Linked DNA regions of Zea mays: region 2 is linked to region 1. Evidence: chromatin contacts called from public Hi-C data. All regions are on one chromosome and are shown on one strand. Each heading gives the region's core, a stretch centred on a gene start, on an enhancer-like site or on the middle of the called end of the contact. The rest is flanking DNA. Distances are from core to core; before and after follow the strand shown.

Region 1 (2,881 bases), core at 332-2,831:
GCATCCATTTTGGACGGAGTGGAGAAAGAGTGGGTGGAGGAGAATGTGACAATCTTGCAGGCACCTTTGCAAGGTTCATAATCCCTTCAACTCCAGGTTGATCTGAGCATGAAAATAATTCCCTACCCTCAAGCAAAGGACCATCAGTGAATGTGTTAGAACTAAACTTACAGAACCCCTGCCCTGTACTCCAATCGGAGTATCTCAATTCTGACCTAGTAGATGGCTGAAAGGAATCAAGAGCTCCAGTGTTAGCTTTTTTACTGTCATGGAAGCCAGAATAAGAGAGCTGTCTAACACAACGAGGGTTCTGAACTTTTTCATCGCCGGAACCAATATTCAGCGCATTCCCATAGAACTGTCCAGCAGGAAGCGCATTAGTTAATGGTGACAACACCCTTTTCCTTGCCTGAACTTCGTGATGTACAACTGATGAATCACAATTACCAATGACTAAAGATGAATGCATTTTGTGAGATACCATTATATCAGGGCCCCCGGTAGAACCATCAGTTCCTGAATCAAACCCAACAACCCTCATTGCAGGTATATGTAGAGTAGATTTGATTTTAGTGCATGATCTATAATTTGGATCTCTTGGTTTAGGATTCAGGCTTTGGTAGCCCGCAGGATCATCAACGGCATGTCTAGTTCTGAACTGACTATTTAATCCATTCGAAGCAGCACCTGGTGCAAATTTTCTCTTGAAGTCGCTGATGGATGGGTTCTGAAACCAACTTCCACTTGAGCTTCCCTCGAGAAGTTTACCCGAATCGCAGGGGCCATCGACACTGAAACTAGAACCGGCAGGTGTACTCACTTCAGTAGGCTCTTCCTCCTTAACCACAGGAATTTGAGGCAAACCCATCCCGAAATCGTTTACTTCAGCAAACTGAGAAATGAACGTTAGAGCTACATTGACATTTCTGACACTGGTGAGGATGTTCCACCATCAATCATGCCCCCTACGGATACTGCAGCAATTCGAGGTAAAGCACAACTCGGAGTCTCGGAGCATGAACAAGCCACGAGAATCCTAGGACGAACCATACCACCACGAGATCAGATTACAGTCCTGCAGGTACAATCAAATGCTGTCACAGCCAGGGGCTGATCCAGTAGATAAAGAACATACATGTATATATTGCCCCCCACCCAAAAAAAAACAAAGTTCGTAGGCATAATACTGCATGTATGCTACGCTTGTAATTAGATCAGATCCGAATACAGATAGCATAAGGTAGGGGACGAAGAGGGGGGCTGGTAGGCGTACCTGGCGCGTGCTCGTCGCCGGCGCCCAGTTTAGGGGCCCGAACAGCACCTGGCTGAGGAGCCAATGACGACCTGGGCGTGCGGCGGTCGCCCGCTGGTCGCCACGAGAGAGATCGCCGCGCGGGGGAACGGGAGAACCGAGAGAGAGAGATAGAGAGGGAGCGAGCGTACGCTATGCGGAACGGGAGAACAAAATGGACGACCGTAGGAAAACAGACGAAAGGAAAGGGCATGTCTGAATGTCTCACATACTTTGGGGGGGGGGGGGGTCGTCTAAAACTTTCTTGGCCGCTTGTTTTGTTTGTGTGTGTTTATTCATCTGTTGAATAAACTTTTATCATTTGGTATTTGCTTTCTGTCCCTTCCATCTCGATAAGTAATTCTTGGTGCCTAAGAATGCATCTGGCTGACTACTCCAGTGGTGGAGTTACGACGAATGAAGTAACAAAATTTTGAACCATTCACCGCTAAAAAGTTACCCGGTATATATAAAAGACCACTAGTAAAGTGTTGGTACTTGCTACGATTTTTTATTTATGCTTAAATATTTATCGGATATTTTTGTGTGAACGTGAGTTTAGAGCCAACAAATATAGTTTAAATCTTTACCCGTGCTTAATTTTAGTTTTTTGGTAGTTTATACAGTAGAGATGAGAGATGTGCCGCCTCTTCTCGTTAGTGCCATTGTCAATGTCGTCGCTATATAAGACCGTCTCAAGTAAATTAAATCACGCCGTGTAGTAAGAAGAGTAATTAGCCACTCCTCTGGTTGTTCGTTCAAAATACCACGGATACGCTTTGTTGTATATACAACCTCTGTGGCAGCGGGAGACACAGAGACGCAGACGCATACGACGGCACATGGAAGATCTCAGAGTTGAAAAGCCCTTGAAAAAGCGAGGGGTTTTGCCGGCCGCCATTCCGCATCCGGCGTGCGCTTTCTTTTTATAACGAAGAACAAAAAAGAAAAGCCGTATAGGAAAAAGGAAAATGTTCTTCGGCGCCGGCGCGTGGGCACCGACCAAGCACGTACGTGGTGGCCAGACCGTCGAGTTGCGTGCCTTGAAAGCTGCGCTGGGTGGGACCGGGGGGGGGGGGGGGGGGTCTGTGGAGTCTTGCGTACGGGTCACGCCAAGCCTCCCCTGTCAGGAAGCGGTCGGGCTTGCTTCATAGCAGGGTTTAGGGTTAGTCGCATGCCCGTCCAGCCGTCCTCTTCTGTACAGGTGAACGTGGTGATCCATGACTCTCGATCATGACATGGTTTATTCGAAACCACCAGCACTAGAATCTCGTGAGTTTGCCAGCCCAGAGTCAGCGTCGCACCCTAGTCGATACGACGGACAACGGCTTTTGGTAGAACCGCACCCAGGGTCGTTCTACAAACTTTTACAAAAGCTCGGTGGGTGTCGAATGTGGGCGTTCTGCACTTCTTCTCTGCGGGCCCACGGACTCGCAGGTTATATGCTTGACAGCTGCCTGTCAAGTGTCAACTGCCTATTGCTCTGGGTGCCTCCGTACGCTTCGTTAGTGCAGCATGCATACTGTGCCTCTCTGTACAAGTCATGGAGATCATCCAAAAGGAGAGAGAACACAACTGACAAAACTTCGC
Region 2 (2,979 bases), core at 303-2,802, 340 kb before region 1:
CTGCGCACGGACTGCCAGTGACGAGTCTTCACCCCCGCGATGACGATCCAGCGATCCTCCAACTCCTGAGTTCATTCCCTTCCCTGTTCTCACTTCTCGATCTACTCTATTATTGCTTGATTTCTTTGCTCCCCACTGATGCATCGGTCATGAACTGATACATACAAGACAGTGGGATGTGGGAGGGAATTCTTTTGATTCACTTGGTGGTATTGGCGTTCTCAAAATGGCTAACCCCTCTGCCTTGATCTCTCCCCCTTGATGAGCCTGAATTGCAAGCTGTCTTTTGGTTTGGGTGATTTGCAGCATGATGGATCTTGTGGACGAGAATTAAGCAAATGAGGAAATAGGAACTGGATGCGAGCCTGAATGCCTTTTGTTACTTTCCTATATTTGAGAATTTGAGACATGAGACATGTTGTTCTGTAATAATAGAACTTAAGTACTTAAGTAGATTGCAATGTGTTATTGTTTTGTCAATTTTAATATGTGTTATTCTCTTTTTATTTTTAACTAGCAAAATGTATCTGCGCACTTTTTTTTTTGAAAAACTGCTGTATCCGTGTATCCATATCCTTCCAATACTGATACACATATCGGTACTTCGGCATTTAGACCTATATATAGTTTAAACACAAAAAGCGGCATATGGCACCAGGAGACCAACTCAAACGGATGTTGTGCCAAAGTATCCTTCGATACAATAGAATCCTATTTTACATAGCTACAATCATATTTGGACACCCCCCAGGCCCCCCTCTTATGAGCATGTACATGTTTTCTGAATGGGTTCTAAGAAAGCTATAGTCCCATGCCAGCAACAAAAGGACACTTGAAAGTTCCTACATACTAATACATTAACAACAGAGAACACAGAGTTATACCTTCTCTATTCCCTTGTCCAAAAAGTATCCACCTGCATCAAACAGGCACTCACTTTCCTTAAGACTATGCAACAAACATAAGTTTGATTTCACCATAACTGGAAGGAGGCCAATAAATATCCAGTGAGTTTCATTCATGAAGTTCCTTTTTTGAACAAAACCATCATTCCCTGTTTTAGATTTGTCACTTTTCTCCAAAGAATAAACCTGGTACAATGAAAAATAACCCACAGATAATCAGGTGACCATAAAACCTAAACAATTGTGAGTTCAATTATGACACCAAAACAAGTATCAGGGTGGAGCTTCATCATACATAAGGAATAAGTAAATGTAATAGGCTCTTCAAATAGAACTAGGTATATGCCCGTGCGTTGCAACGGAGACATATAATACATAAGTCCCCGTTGCAACGCATGAGCACTCACCTAGTTTTGAAATAAGAAAATGATAAGTGCATGCACGGGGGCACCGAGCAATCAACCTAGGTCCGCTCACCGGCAGGTGACCTGCCGCCTCGCACCTCCCCGCACTGGCTGCATCCAGGCCCCACTTCTCGGAACCACGATACACCAGGCCTACCACGCCACTCGCCCCACTCCCAATCCCACACGATCAGTGAGCGATGTAATAAAACGAAAACTATTAGTAAAGTCGCAATTAGACATTTAACAATCAGAAATAAAGCGCACCGTTACTTGCCATCTCACACTTTTTTTTCTCTTTACTCCTCCCTGTCTCCCCCCGCTGCGTGTCCCCTGCCCTGTCGCCGAGCCATTCGATTCCTCTCCGCTGCCCCCAAGCGAGTCGCCGCCATTTCGCCGATTCCCGGCCGCTGCCTAGGGTTTTGGTGCCAGCGCGGTCGGAGGGTTGTGCCTGTGGGTCGCGTTCCCAGTGTCGCGCGCGGTGGCCGAAGGTGGAGGGAGGAGCGGTTCTCCGGAGAGGAGGTGGAGGTGGTGGCTGCGGAGTGCGGTCTCCACGGAGCGAGTCTACCAGATGCCGCCGCGGTCTTTGAGGAGGTAGTGTGGCCGTGTGGAGTGAATAGGTGGTGGTGGTGGTGGCGGCGGCGGCAGCGGGACTGGCGGAGGCAGCCATGTTTTTCAGCAGGCTCGATGACTCGCCCATGTTCAGGAAGCAGGTGAGGGGGCCCAGCCGGATCTTGGTGCATGCTGTCTGTGAGTGTGGATCCTGGTACCGCTTGGGAGGTTGATCTCGGCCTCTGGGGCGGGCGGGAGAGAGAAATGTTCCAGTTTTTTCTGCAATGCTTGGCTCCGGTGGCTCCCGGATTGGGCTGCGGGTGGTTGCATGGATCTGCCTTTGGTTTTGGGTTGTGCTGATGGGGAATGAGTGTGGAGACTCCTGATCCCTTTTGGGGTAACTTCGTCTCGAATCAATTTTGAACTAACAGTGTAGGAACTAGGAGCCACGGGTTTAAGGCTTTCTTTTAACCGTTTTGTGGCCTGTGATGTTTTCATAGGCGCACTTTGTGTTGTTAGGCTATACTGATACATACAAACACTTGTCGAACTTTGGCCGGCCCTTTGCTGTGTTTCTTCTTTTGCCAATTCTCTATGATCTAGTATCTTAGTTGTTTTTTTTTTGACAATTTACTGTTTTTGCATGCAAAACCAGTAGCATAGCTTGCCTGTCAATGTGTAAATTCGATATGCCTTAGGATAGTTTGGTGTACATTTTCGGAAATGTTTGATTCATTTGTGGGTTGCGGAATGTATGCTTTAGTTTTTGTCATGATTTGGACAAAAGATTCTAGGACTCCCAGGAATCATAAAATTATTTGTTATTTGACCAAAGTAGGTATCTTCATTCTTCAATTTCACTCATGCTTAATAGCTTGTTCGATTTCAGTGTGTACCGTAGTATAGATTCGGTGAGGCTAACTTAACCTTTGTATCGCGTTTGGGGATATTACATTCTTAATTTGTATTCTTTGGGTCGATACATTTGGCCAAAGAACTTGCTTTCTTGGTTCATGAATACTGCTTAACTTGTTCCTTGCATTAATAGATGCAATCACTTGAAGAAGGTGCTGAATTGCTACGAGAGAGATGTTTAAAGTTTCACAAAGGTTGTCGAA

The links. A called contact is a pair of places that touch in the nucleus more often than the background predicts.
Region 2: a Hi-C map of ear shows a contact between it and region 1, with 3 times the contacts expected there. The contact joins the promoter of LOC103632959 here to the promoter of LOC103632967 in region 1. A contact is called at or near these places in 2 of 25 Hi-C or Micro-C datasets (ear and tassel).

What each region holds. Positions count from the first base shown.
Region 1 is chr7:143,397,132-143,400,012 of Zm-B73-REFERENCE-NAM-5.0, reverse strand. It overlaps LOC103632967, which reads right to left and starts at 1,581. Exons shown (of 7, transcript XM_008654671.3): 1 at 1,274-1,581; 2 at 1-1,075. The coding sequence starts at 868.
Region 2 is chr7:143,738,796-143,741,774 of Zm-B73-REFERENCE-NAM-5.0, reverse strand. LOC103632959 (ADP-ribosylation factor GTPase-activating protein AGD3) reads left to right here and starts at 1,552. Exons shown (of 19, transcript XM_008654663.4): 1 at 1,552-2,022; 2 at 2,910-2,979. The coding sequence starts at 1,978.